2 separate regions of the Anser cygnoides genome follow, and region 2 is linked to region 1. A link is a contact called in public Hi-C data. All regions are on one chromosome and are shown on one strand. Each heading gives the region's core, a stretch centred on a gene start, on an enhancer-like site or on the middle of the called end of the contact. The rest is flanking DNA. Distances are from core to core; before and after follow the strand shown. Region 1 holds the start of RAD51AP1 (RAD51 associated protein 1). Region 2 has its middle 19 kb from the start of FGF23.

Region 1 (7,353 bases), core at 2,642-5,141:
AAGATTCATTCTGGAAGTACACTAGAAAGAACCTACAAAAACAGGTATATAACGTGAGCTTAAAAACAAAGAGCACTACCCCTTATAAAACACACCTGCTAAGGATATTTTGGCATCTCACAAGCATTGCCAGGATTCGTTGCTAGTACCTATACTATATATTTGTGTCCATTCATTTTTTTGAACCTATTTAGTTCACGGGGGGGGGGGGGGGGGGGGGGGGAATTAAAACACACAATGCATGTGCTCCTCCTCGTGGACAAAGCAGACACCTGCAGCTTTTCAAGCTTACTGGAGAGACCACAGAGACTTTTACAAAATTCTTCCTTTTAGAGTTTCTGAATTAAAGTTTGTTCAAATCTTTTCCTCATCTTCTCATCTTGTGGAACTTCCGATTTCCTATTTGAATTATATTACAATAAAGGCAAAACATGATACATACTTAAACTTCACTATCTAGATAACCTAAGCACTTAAAACATCAATAGGAATGGAAATAAAACAGCAATGGAAATTAAAATGGAATTTGAATGGAAATTAAAAAAAAAAAAAAGCACAAACCTTGTATTAATCAGATGACCTTTGCTTTTCTAATTTTCAGTGACTGAGGAGAGTGTAAGATAGCTGACCCCAACAATATAAACTAAGCATTACGTGACTAAGTTTAAAGAGGGAAACACAAAACTAAAATAGGGCTTACATTGACAAATACAAATTGACACGCATTATCATACAAGTTGTATACACCCATTAGTATACACCTGTATTTTGTAAGACAACTGAAGAAAAGAATGCAGAATACCTTTCCCGTAGCTTTTTCAATTCCACATCTCTTTCACTTATTAATTCTGAGATGCTAACAAAATAATTGTGTTCCAGGTTTAACAGTGTTTCAGAAGCTGGAGAATGTATCAGATCATGATAAACATCTGCAAAATCTTCATCCCAGCTGGTTTCTTCAGGTTTTGCATACTCTAATGTTGTCTAAAAATTATAAGAGAGATGTCTTTAAAGTCACCATATAATATAAAATAATGATCCCTCATAATGGGGAGGCAAAACCAACTGGGCATTCACACTGATGCACGTCCTTCAACATACATGAATTAGCTCCTTAATTTGAGCTCTCTGTATTCTGCTTCAGCTTTTATCATTTTCTCTCTTCCCATATTCTATTTCAAAGCAACTAGCAGCAGAAGCATTACGGTTTTGCCAACAGTGAAGAATCATTAATTTTCACCACCAACGTGAAAAGAAGAATAATTTAGCACTTACTATTTTAAGTATTTAAGGTGCTGTCAAAAAATAAATCTGCACAACATCATTTGCATTTGATGAAGTTTAGATAGGGTCCAAAACATCAGCTGTGCAAAGAAAAATGTCTTACTAGAAAGGAGGACCAAACTCTGATGTCACTACAATGTGATCAGAAACATTGACTTAAGAAAAATAATTTTTAATTAACAAAGAATGACCCAGAGATGCCAGTTCAGCAGGCTCTTCTATACTGAAACGATCCTTGTATCTGCCGTCACTCCCACCAGATTCAGATGATAAATTTAGATGGTAACATTGAAGAAATGTCAAGATAAAATCATAATCCTAGCACTGAGGCAAGATTTTGAATAAATTTTTTAAGAGTCTGCCTAACCTATTCATAGTAACCTTCAGAGAAGAAGAGGGTAAACTCTTTCAATGATTTGAAACATTTCTATGTTCACCCAATGCAGATTTTTCCTTCTTAAAGATTAAGCTAATTTTATTTTATTCATGTTCATCAAGGCATACAATTTGTTGACAGTTTTCTTTAGGAGACTTCATTGGTATTTTTGAGGTTCTAGATGGGATCAAAGCAAATCTTATTCTTTGATTCTAATGTATTATAACTCAGATCTAATTTTGTTTGACAGTCACTAGCTATTTTACTTCTCCATTTTGTTTTTTTAAACTCTACCAAATTTTTGCCAATAATGAGAGAAATTCAGGAAAAAAACTGACTTATAAGATCCAGGGTGAATACCTAATAATCACTTTGGAATAAAAGCAAAAAAAAATCGTAAGAATTGTAAAAATGAATTTCAATGTAATTTTGTACCTTCCCGTAAGTGATTACGTCTGCATACACATGCATACACACACAAAGCAAATTCTGAACATTAATTTTTCAGCCTTAACCTTACCTCTTTATAAGCTTTAGACCAAGTATCTGCCAGCTGGTTTATGTCTACTTTTCCTGATTTCACTGCTTCCAGAGCCATTTCAGCTTCTCTATCATAATCTTTTATAGTTTCCTCTTCTATGAACTTACTAAGAGATTGCTTCAGGTCTATTATAACAAACAGAGAATGGCCCATCAACAAAACCATTAAAGTGGAAGTATCAGCAATCAGCTAGGAAACATACAAAGAACATTTTCTGAAAACCTTTTACTTAGGCATTTTTCTTCTAGTACTGCCATTTTCTTAAATGTTTAGCTATTAAAAAAAATTAAAACATTTCTACTAAGTACCTTTCTTTTGGTTTCTTCAAGTGTGGTGTAAAAGATTAATGGGCATGAATATATGACACTAAAAATTCAAAATTTAAAATTTCAAGCCTTACCATTTTCTATAAAACATGGCAGATTGTGCAGAAGCATTATACGTCCATGCAGATGACTAATATTTTCTTGCACAGGAAATTTAAGGGGCACTGTAAGCACTAAATGTTGATTTCCAGCATTGAATTCATACACATAGTCTCTCTCCCGAATGCAGATGTTTCCTTTATTAGGCTTCATCTTCGAGTTGAATTCCTGTACTAGCAATAAAATTTGCATGAGTTAAATTCTAGTAAAATCATAAACAAATTGCTAACAAAAAGCATGTTTTGTTAACAATTAACAATTTCTAGTTTTTAAAACTTTAAAACCTGCATTTTTCATAAATATTCATCTCATTTTTGACGACTGCATTGGTAGGAGCTGAAGCCCAAATGTTATTTTCCAAAACAGCGAGTGTTTCCAAACTGTAATCGAGTGTATCAGTGTATGAATTAGGATAATTACTCTCATGAGTAACTACAAAATTCTTGACTTAAAGGCAGAACCAGGACAGAAGGAACCTACATAAACAGCTACCTTTAACTGCAACGCTGTGACTGATGACATGCCTATCTCAGGAACTGAAACAGTTTATAGTGCAGCAGCAATTTATTTCCTCCTTTCCACTGGTGGCAGAGTGGAAGAAAAAGAAAGGACATGGACCTGTTAGAGCGAGTCCGGAGGAGGCCACACGGATGATCAGAGGACTGGAGCACCCCTGCTATGAAGACAGGCTGAGGGAGTTGGGGTTGTTCAGCCTGGAGCAGAGAAGGCTCCAGGGAGACCTTAGAGCGGCCTTCCAGTACCTAAAGGGGGCCTGCAGGAGAGCTGGGGAGGGACACTGTCAGGGGGTGGAGTGATAAGACAAGGGGGAATGGCTTTAAAGTAAAAGAGGGGAGGTTTAGATTGGATATGAGGAATAAATTCTTCACTCAGAGGGTGGTGAGGCCCTGGCACAGGTTGCCCAGAGAAGCCGTGGATGCCCCATCGCTGGAGGAGCCCAAGGCCAGGCTGGATGGGGCTGGGGGCACCCCGGGCTGTCCCTGCCCACGGCAGGGGGACCGATGGGGTCTGCAAGGTCCCGTCCAGCCCCAACCATTCTATGATTTCAAACCAAACCCAAACCGCTTACCACCAACCAAACACCTCCCAGGGCAGCCAAAGCTAAGCCAAGGCCGGGCCGCGCCCGGCCGCAGGGAGGAATCCGAGCGGCGCCGCCCCCCACCAGCCCCAGCCCCAGCCCCAGCCCGGCCTCACCTCCGCGCCGCGCCGGCACCCGCGGGCGAGCGGGCTGCGCGAGCTTCGCGTCCGGAGGCGCAGATTCGCGACCAGCCGCTCTGTGGCGAATGTGCGGCGCGGGGCGGGGCGGGGGCAGTGTCGTCATGGCCGCGGGCACGGCGCGGCCGGTGCGGAGGTGAGGGCCGGGGGGGGGGGGGGAGGCGTTTCCTAGAAAGCCGGCGGCCGTTGGCGCCCGTTGCCCGCCCGTTGCCCGCCCTCGGCTGAGGGGGCCCGGCTGGGGCCCCGCTGGCCCCGACCCTTGCCTATAAGGGTGGTGAGGCTCTGGATCAGGTTGCCCAGAGAAGCTGTGGGTGCCCCATCCCTGGAGGTGTTCAAGGCCAGGCTGGATGGGGCCCTGGGCAACCTGGTCTGGTGGGAGGTGTCCCTGCAGGGGGAGTGGGACTGGATGGCTTTAAGGTAGAGCTCAAATCGCTCAACGACTGTGATTCTTAATAACCTTACAGTAAAACGTCTGAATATGCATTGTTTTTTTTCCTTAAAATCCTGACTTACCCAAAGTCAAGTATTAGCAAGTAAAGATTCTCACTCCAAAATGATTAACTCTGTGTGGTTTTGCCACAGGAGCAAGAAAGTTGTTGATTATTCGGAATTTGGTGATGATGGTAAGTGATGTATTCCTGTACGTAACAAAAATGCCAAACACTAATGCCACAACCCAAAGCATCGGTGGAGTGTTCTTAATCTATTAGTTCAGTGACAGGGCTGTTACTGCTTTTAGTGGAAGTAAACTGTGCACACTGTTAAAACTCCTGATTCAACAGGAATATGATGACTGTAAGCCAGAGTATAATAACAGTGTATTAGGGAACTGGTGAATACACGGTGTTATTGCAAGAAAATTGTTTCTTTCCCTGCCTTAGTTTTCAGGGAGAATTGCTTGTTCCGTGTCCTCCTGAAGATGAGTTTGCAGGACTGTAAGTCAGAATATTGTCAGGAGTTGTGGATGGTCTGTACATAGATCTAACATTCCTCTTGCAGCTCTGTACCTTGATGGGTTCTGGGTAAGAACTTAGCAGTCAAATTTTGAGGTTCATTGATAAGAAAAATAGATTGCAGGCTCTTTATTTTCATGACAGTCCTTCTTTCCTCTAAGCCCCAATTGGTGTCACATATTTTCCTTACTGAAGTTGGGTTTCCTTACTTTCATGGATTTGGATTATGAATTTTTTGTTGCTGTTGTTTGTTTGTTTTCCTGCTTGCTCTTTGTCTGTTAGTGAGATGCATTGAATAGTATGAAGTGATGGGAAGGAGAGGGTAAAGTAAATAATGTTGATGGTCCCTTGTGAGTCCTGCAGGTTAATGCAGAGTGTTAATTTCATGAGTTTAAATGTGGTAAATGTGGTGCATGACTTTTCTTAGTTTTTAAGTGACCGTTTGTAATAGAAAAGAAAAGTTAAATCTCTTTTCATCTGTCCCTCAGATGTTTTGTGTTTTTTTTTTTTTTTTCCTCAGCATTGATCATATATATGTTCTGTGGCATTTAGGAAGCACTGAAGATTATTATATTTTTTTAATTATTTTGCACTGTGAACTGCAGTGTCTTCAGTTGGAAGAAAGGCGGTCTCCATGCCTTCTAATTTTCTTGGAAAACTGGAGAAAATATATTGTATTTGCTAACAGACAACTTGAGAAAGCTAGAAAAAGGGAAGCAGGAACATTTCTAATTAACAGGAGTCATTAATGGGAACAATTCACAAAACCTCAGGACTATAAAACTGATTAGTGACAATGATTGATGTTATAAAAATTATTGTTCAGTATATAACAAGGTGAAACTTTAGTTATTAAAACTGTGGTAACAAATGGGACCTTGAATAAAAATTGAAATGATCACCATTAAAACAGATCTGAAAGAAGTCTTGTTAAATTTTCATTAAAAATACATTTAAGAACTGCTGTTACACTGTTCTGTGCTGTTACACTTTTCCTGGTTTTTTTTTTTTTTCCATTTTTTTTAATAGAGTAGATTTCAAAAAGGCTATGTTTGGTGTATTTTCAGTGTATGATGAAATTGGGTTGAGTGACTTGTTTTTGGCCACGTGGAAGAATATAGTGGAGGAAACCTAATTAAAGTTTGTTATTATTTCCTAAATAGATGAAGACTTTGCATGTATAGCTGCACCTTTAAGCAAAAAATCCAGAACACAGCTGAAGGAACCAAAGAAGGAGAAAAAAGAGAAGCAAAAAATAACACACAAAGAATTAACTCCATCACAAAAGCAGGCACCTAGTAAAAGGTGAGAAGTGTTGAAATGTGGTTAACTGTGTTTGAAGTAAGAAGCTGTATTTCAATAGTAGTATTTGTGGTGTTTTTTGTTGTTGCTGTTTTTTTTTTTCCTAGAGTTTTAAACAGCTGAGAGTAAAAACCTAACATATTAGTGTGGTAATGATTTTCAGCTATAATGGTATAGTTGCAAAACAAGGGTATAATAACCTTACATAGGGTCAGGAAAAGTTGCCTGAGGTCAGTAGTGAACTATGTCTATCATTTTTTACAGCTTTAAACTACAGCAATCTACCTGCATAGGTGCAGAAACAGATTTAGACGTCTGATCTTGTCTTGGTATTTCTACAGTGCAAAATAATTGTAAGAATTCTGTATTACTTAAGGACTTGAATAACTGATAACTACAAAGACAAGTTTGACTCCTTAGAAAAAACATATTTAAAGTTTAATAGAAAATAGAGAGTCAGTGTCAATTAAAAAATCTGATTATTTTGATGGTAAAGTTTTGTATAAATGTTCTGTTTCAATGCAGTATTTCAAGCAAATGTTATTAGCCTTTCCTGTGATAATACCAGTTATTAGGTCTTATACACACAGTGTTCCAAAAGCATCGTACTTTTAAGTATAGTGTGCTTTAAATATTACTTTCTACTTTATTGAAGTCTCTTCAGGAAGTAATTCATAGTATGATGATAATTTCTTTACAAGCACTGGAATTCAAAGTTTAGTAAGTCAGAAATAGATCTGTAACACTCATTTCATTGTATTATTACTTAGCCTGTTTGTTTTTTCAGAATATCCTTGGATGACAAACTCTATCAAAGAGATCTGGAAGTTGCCTTAGCCTTATCTGTCAAAGAAAAACCAACAAATATCCTTGAGGTGCAAAATTCAGAAGAACAAGGTTATTTTACAGTTCAATGCAACACTCTATTTATATGTAGTGAATTTTGACACGACTGAATTTATTTTGCAAAGAAATAGCTTGAAAGTCATGTTTTATTTCAAGATGTCATTATGAAGAAATGAGAATTTCTAGCTTGTGCCTGTCTTCTTAAGTTCATGTGTTTTTTTCTGTGAGAAAAGTAACTTTCTCTAAGATTTTTCAAATAGATTGTTTAGAGACAGATAAAAACGCTATTTTCACTTCTTAATATCGTCACTTTTTAAAACATCATTTTCATATATTAATGTTTAATATTTTTAAAAATTTTATTTTCTGGATCCTAAAACAGGTAAGAATATT
Region 2 (7,136 bases), core at 774-3,273, 59 kb before region 1:
CAGAGAAAATATGAAACTATTAAATGAAACTTTGTTTTCTGCCATAAACTTTCTTGATCTGAAAAAAAAAAATGTCTGAAAACTTTTGAAAATCAAAATGTTTTCAGGTATCATCTTTCCAATGTACCCATTCATGTGTTCTAAAGAAAGTAAATATCTTATCAGAAAGTTTAAATTGAAAGTATATTTTTATTCCTTGAGCAAAAGATCTAGTTACACATTTTTATGGAACTCTACAGTATGAAACTACAGTACGAAACTCTACTGGACTCTATAGTGTGAAACTACAGTACCTGTCACTATTCTAGAAAAAAAATTGGTCTGGCTCAGTAGTTGGTAGAAAGTGGCTAACTTTTCTATGACATTATAAATTTTACTGGCGAGATAAATCTCTGCTTGGTATATTTCTTAACAGCATACTTCAAAATAATTGTTTCTAAGTGTATGAGTGACCCCTCCTGTTTTTTGTTTTTTTTTTTTTTTTTTTTTCTCGAGTTGTCGTTTCTGCAGGTGGCACACTGCCCCCTGGCATTCGGAGCATCAACATCTTCCCTGGGGCTCCTTGTGATGCAAAGAGCGTCTCTGGTAGCAGATGGACACTGTATCTATCATGAACACTTATGGCCCCACAGCACTATGTTAAATAATGTGCTCAGTGAGATAATGGAAGGAAATGTTTTCTCAATATGCTTTCAAATTTCTGCCTTCAATATAATTTGGAAAAGGATGATGTATTGTGCTTTCCTCCTGAAGGTGCTCCATGCTGCTAAACGGTATTTCTTGTCACAGGTATCTTCTGGGACAGCAGGGGTGTACAATCAACCTTGTCATTTTATGTCTTTTAAACTGTACCTTCTGGCATTGCTTTTGATGTGTAGGATCAGGCTTCACATTTGCAAAAACCTTGGTAAATCATCATGTTAGAAAAAATTGAGAAAAAGTAGTTTTCATGATCAATTTACACGTCTTGTGTTATGAAAAGTCATTCATCAGTAAGATACCTGAATCCCAAATACTGTGTTCTGTTGCATCCCAGTTAAAATTTTGACTTTCCTGTACATGGATGCAACAGATGCTGATACGCTGAAGGCCAGTCCAGGAGGTCCTAGCTTCCTTTTCTCCTGTGTCCAGGCTCATGGTACAGAACCTATGTCAGGTCTCTGACATCTCACTGCTAAATAACAGAATAGCCACCAGAGGGCAATAATAATAACCGCCAATAAAAAGAATGTAGTAATCAGCCTCAGGAGGTCAGACTTTCTGCCTGTCTCCATAGGTGTTACATGGCACGCATATATTGCAATAGCACTGCTGCTGCTATTTTCTCTGAAAGTGAGTTGGAGGTGTGCTGAAGCCAGGCAGTTGATGTACCCGTGTCCTCCTCTAAATCTTGTGTACCTACAACTGAGGCAACCTTGCATCCCTGAGTTGTCAGAAAGCTCTGAATTTTTTTATCTTCAGGGGACTGAAGCCTTCAGACAATTTCTGCAGCAATTTGTGTTGGTAAGAGTGAGTTCCAGTAGGAAAGCTATTTTCTGCTTGATGTACAGGCCAGATGTGGCTTGTGTCAAGACCTGATAGGGAGATGCTGCCAGCCCTGAGAGTGGCTTCCAGCAAAGCATGAGCAGCACTGATGACCCCTTTGAGACATTTCTCTGTGATTGAACTCTGTAGATGTGCTATCCAGAAGCTAATGAATAATGAGGCTATCACAGAGGCTGTTGGAGGTGGTGGATAGAGGGGATTCTCCCTGATGAAACCTCCCCTAGCTTTGAAGTTGGTCTTGCTTTGAGCTAGAGGTTGAGTGGAGTCCTCCAGCAGTTCCTTCCAGTTTAAATATCTCCGATTCAATGACCAGGATGTTTCCAGGGCAACACCTATATAAACCTGAGCTTTCATAGAGTAGGAAATATTTCCTGCTCTTTCATATATATTTATATATGTTTACTTTTAGATATCGCTACCATGGCTGAGCAAATTTAGCTGGCTTCAGGAAGGTGCAGTGCTCTCTGTTCTCACCCGCGCTGCTCACAGTGTGAACTTCTGTCAGTCAGGAACTACTGACAACACAGGGTCATGAAGCTAATGAAAACAGCACCTGCTGCCTCATATAGAGGGTGGGACATCAGAGAAGACAAAGTCCAAGTAAATGGGCAGATTATGAGCCTCTGCCAGTGGCTTCAGGCCAGGGGACGCTGAAGGCAGCGTGACTTGGGGGAGAGGGAGAGCGAAGAGACATACTGGGAGACTCTGCTCTGCTCTGCCTGCACGAAGAGACATTTCAGATAAGCAGTCATATTTTCAGTGACAGGTCAAAGAAAAAGAATTGGAGGGAAGAAGAGGCTAGTGGGCCAGAATTAGTGCAAGGAGCTCAGAGAGGAACACTTTATAAGCCATTTGATTAATTTTTCTGTTTCAATTACATTAGTCCTTGTCTGTTAAAACTTCTCCTTCCCTGACAAACATTCAGTGTCATAGGTGTACCCATTGGAACAGATACAGAAATACATTTCAAATGATCTGGAGAAGGAAGAAAATGATGTAAGTGGAGTAGAGCAGCTTTTTTTTTTTTTTTTTTTTCCCCTACTCTTCGTAGGGATTTGGGGCTTAGTCATCTTTTATTTTTTTTTTTTTTTTTCCAGAAAAATTCCCTGCAGATTTTTGGGCACCTGAGATGACAGGACACGAGGATAAGGGACCACCAGACCCATCTTTGCCTCCCTGGGCACCAAGGCACTCATCTAGGTGTTTCTAACCAGCTTCACAATTCAAAAGGCAAACTGTGATACAGGAGCTGAAACTAGCCTATTTATGAGGTGCTGTGAGGTGCTGTCTCATGAGCTGGCCATATGTAGCTTTTCCCTAGCCTCTGCAGATGAACTCCTTACCAGGTCTTTGAATTTTCTTTTTGCTGGGACTAGGTTGGTTTGTCCTGTTGTTTTCAGTTACTTCATGTCAGCTTTGTAGATTTTTCTGTTCCAACTTCTGCCTACAGCAACTGGCATTCAGAGCTGTTAACAAGGCACTACAGTAGCAGACAGAAGCGTTGCTTAATCCACCTGCGAAACGTAGTCCTCCCACAGGTGAAATTCAGCACATGCACTAAGCAACAATATGCAAGAAATTTATGAATATTTGTATGCAAAGGGATCTATTGCATGGGAGTGTATGCAGCCAAAATACAAATGCAGGAATGCCGTTTAGTGAGAGTGCTGGTGCTGATGTTCTCAGGCTCCTGAGGAAGGTCGATCAGCAAGCAGAACCTTGAAGACTTGGCCACTCTATGATACCTTCAGTGGTCTTCTATGATGGAGTGACTGCATCAGATAAAAGGGAAGACCAACTGATGTCATCTACCTGGATTTCTGTAAGGCCTTTGACATAATCTCACATGACATGCTCATCTCCAAATTGGAGAGAGATGGATTTGATGGGTGGACCATTCAGTGGATAAGGATGGGCTTGAAGGCTGCACCCAGAGAGTGGTGGTCAATGGCTCTATGTCCAGGTGGAGTCTGGTGACAAGCAGTATTCCTCAGGAGTCTGCCCTGGGACTGGTGCTCTTTAATATCTTTATCAGTGTCCTGGTTCCAGTTAGGACAGAGTTAATTTTCCCTGGTGGTCTAGTGGCTAGGATTCGGCGCTTTCACCGCCGCGGCCCGGGTATTGTGCATCACTTGTTTTCTTACACATTATTATTATTAATACTATTATCGTTATCACTATTATTATTATTATTGTTATTATTACATTCCTGTCTTAATAAACTGTCTTTATCTCAACTCACGAGCTTCACTTTCCCGTTTCTCTCCCCCATCCCAGAGAGGGAGGGGGGAGGGTGAGCGAACGGCTGTGTGGTGTTTAGCTGCCAGCCGGGTTAAACCACAACAAACAGTGACATGGACGATGGGATTGAGTGCACCCTCAGCAAGTCTGCAGATGACACCAAGCTGAGTGGTGCAGACAATGCAACAGAAGGAAGGGATGCCATCCAAAGGGACCTGGACAAGCTTGAGAAGTGCACCCACGTGAACCTTCAACAAGTCCAAGTGCAAGGTGCTGCACATGGGTTGGGGCAATCCCAACATGAGTACAAACTGGGTGAAGAACTCCTTGAGAGCAGCCCTGCAGAGAAGGACTTGGGGGTTCTGGTGGACAAAAAAGGCTCAACATGAGCCAGCAGTGTGTGCTTGCAGCCCAGAAGGCCAACTGCATCCTGTGCTGCATCAACAGAGGAGTGGCCAGCAGGTCGAGGGAGGGCATTGTCCCCCTCTGCTCTGCCCTCGTGAGGCCCCACTTGGAGTGTTGCGTCCAGGGTTGGGGGCCCCAGCACAAGAAGAATGTGGAGCTGTTAGAGTGGGTCCAGAGGAGGGCCACAAAGATGATCAGAGGGCTGGGGTACCTCTGCTGTGAAGAAAGGTTGAGAGAGCTGGAGCTTTTCTGCCTGGAGAAGAGAAAGCTCCAGGATGACCACATTGCAGCATTTCAGTACTCAAAGGGGGCTTATAAAGAAGGTGGAGAGCAAATTTTTTGATTGAGCATTGACAGGACAAGGGGGAGTGGTTTTAAACTAAAAGAGGGAACATTTATATTTGATGTTCAGAGGAAATTCTTCACTCAGAGAGTGGCGAGGCACTGGAACAGGTTGCCCAGAGAGGTTGTGGATGCCCAGTCCCTGGAAGTGTTCAAGGCCAGGCTGGATGGGGCTTCGAGCAACCTGGTCTAGTGGGAGGTGTCCCTGCCCACGGCAGGGGGGTTGGAACTGGATGATCTTTAAGGTCCCTTCCAACCCAAACCATTCTGTGATTCTATGATTCTATACCATGCTGGCTAAGGATTAAACAGTGCATTTGAACTAAAAAGCAGGCAGCAGATTCCCAGCTATTGATCTCTAATATCTTAGTGCCAGTTCCCAGACTGGGAAATGTATGCCTCTTCATTTAACTGAATGAAAAGCTGATTAAATGACAACATGGTAGGGTAGGGAGGGAGAGTAATCTTAGCAAATAATTGAAACTTACCAAATCACTGAAACATGTGCCCAGATTTGAGGGATAGTGAGGCCAAAAACCTTCAGAGGTGGCTGCAGGAAGTTGCCCTCCCAAATTAATTCCAAGCAAGAAGTAAAAAATAAAATAAAATAAAAAAAAATAATAATAATAATAATAAAAGATTCTTCCTTATTTAATGAAGTAAAGGATATACTGAAGAGCTTTAACAACAAGAGAGTAGCACTAGACCCTCCCCAGGAAAAAAAGCATGGGAATTTAGGCAGGTGAATATGATAGCTCATCTTTAGTCAGATTAGAGTTTTATTTTCCTTCTCTTCTGTGAAACTTCTCCTCAACAAGAATGATTTCCTTATGCCTTCCAAGGGAAGAAGTCTGAAGAATACAAAATTTTAACACAATTTTAAGTGTACAAATATGTTCTCTGGTTCTAGAGGTGAATTAAAACTGTGTGTTTTGTTTCTCTGTTTGAATATGGCAGCTCTGAAGTAAGGGAGAAAAAAAAGAAACACACACACAAAAAAAAAAAACAAACAAAAATAAAAATGACAACAACAACAAAACCCACAAATGTTAGATGGATTTGGAGTCAAAACACTTCCAAAAATGTATAAAACTTTATTTTATGAATACATTAAACTATTGTGCGCAGCACATACATATAAAAATAGAAGCAATTTCACAAACAATTGATTGGAAAAGTTTTGTGTTTCTTGCAAATTTACAGTCTCAATTATGAGCCCATATTGAGTCAGAATATGAGGTATATTTTTGTGACAAAAAATAATGCGAGAACTTTGGCACCATTTTACTGTGCAAATAAAATTTTGGAATTGCAATATTTAGTGAGGTATACATAAATTACTCTGCTTTTCCACTGTGTATGAATGTCCATATCTCTGCCTGTTTAGGGAAAAATGGATTATTTAAGAGCATGATGCAGTGGCAGTAAAGGCTATTTTCTAACAGAGGTGGATTAGGTCTTAAATTATCATGGGCTTTGCCTGTAGTGGAAGAAACTTTGAAAATAGGTTTCAAGTCCCTGGGAGAATATCATGTGCAAAATCTAAGCCACAAAGGCCCACGTGGTGAATTCATAACAATACTTTCAAAGTTTGCAGCTCATTTCATGGCTTTGTGCTAATGCACTCTGAGATGACATATGCTTTGAAAGGGACCACCAAAAAAACCTGTCGGAAATTGGTTTCTTAGCTCTGACTTGGGAAATTGTTTTACTTTCATGAGTTTGTCTTTACGTAGTCACATATCCATGGAACTGTTCTTTTGAAGATAGCCTTGCTTGAGTTTGCCAGATCATGCCCATATTCTCTCTATAACTTCCATATGATGCAAATTCAGCTTATGATTTTTTTTTTCTTCTGTACCAGCTCAATAAACTTATTCTGAAGTGTCTAAAGTGAGTGGTGGTCTTTCTAAGCCCTCCTTCCATGAAAATGACAACAGAGGAAGGAGGCGGAATTTAGCTAATTGAGCAAGAGGAAGAACAGAGTCCTGCTATTTTTGAGGCTGTGTAAATTCTTGAATTCTACCACAGTGAATTCTGCTATTGTGGGCTGCCCCTAGACTGCTTGCACATGCACTGCAATGTGTCAGCAGACATCTTAACTCCTCTAGTGAACGTAGCCAGGCATTCACTGAAGAAGAACCTCTGTCAAAGTCACATCCAACTAGCCTAAAACTGCACAATGCTGCAGTACCACACTAGTTGTGCTGGAGGGGCTTCCTGCCAGTTACCACACCTGACAATGTCATCGTTCATTCTTGTATTAATCATGGCTACTGACACTGCAGAACTTTTTATGGTTTCAGTGTTGACTTCAGTGTTGATCTGGCGTTATGATCTGGATACGTAATATGGACAAAGCAGTGGTGTAGAGTAACTCAGCAGAGTGAATGGTGAGAATTTCCAAATGCCGACCAAAACTGCATCCACGGGGGTCTGCAGTTCTTAAGAACAAGTTCAGCTCAGCTTGCCGCATCTAAACAGACTTCTTGTGACCTGGTCTATGTTTTTTTTGTTGTTGACCAGTATGCATAAAATGGAGTCAGTGAGTCTGATTCTCATCTTTTTATGCCAGCTATCCTATTACTTATCAGTACTGCCAA

Evidence for each region. Hi-C and Micro-C count contacts between places; a contact is called where the count stands out from the background.
Region 2: a contact with region 1 is called in a Hi-C map of liver, with 1.8 times the contacts expected there. The contact joins the enhancer-like site here to the promoter of RAD51AP1 in region 1. A contact is called at or near these places in 2 of 7 Hi-C or Micro-C datasets (granulosa cells and liver).

The regions. Positions count from the first base shown.
Region 1 is chr1:105,444,495-105,451,847 of Taihu_goose_T2T_genome, reverse strand. It overlaps RAD51AP1 (RAD51 associated protein 1), which reads left to right and starts at 3,891. Exons shown (of 9, transcript XM_048079977.2): 1 at 3,891-3,995; 2 at 4,442-4,482; 3 at 5,976-6,117; 4 at 6,902-7,011; 5 at 7,343-7,353. The coding sequence starts at 3,928. It overlaps FERRY3 (FERRY endosomal RAB5 effector complex subunit 3), which reads right to left and starts at 3,964. Exons shown (of 14, transcript XM_048079973.2): 1 at 3,839-3,964; 2 at 2,602-2,799; 3 at 2,181-2,326; 4 at 803-984. The coding sequence starts at 2,779.
Region 2 is chr1:105,502,073-105,509,208 of Taihu_goose_T2T_genome, reverse strand. No RefSeq gene overlaps it. Among named protein-coding and RNA genes, the nearest start is that of FGF23, 19 kb to the left of the region's middle. Within about 2 kb of position 2,023, at least 1 of the 3 cell types and tissues checked has open chromatin away from gene starts, as enhancers often do. A contact at or near this core is called in liver, where this site is marked.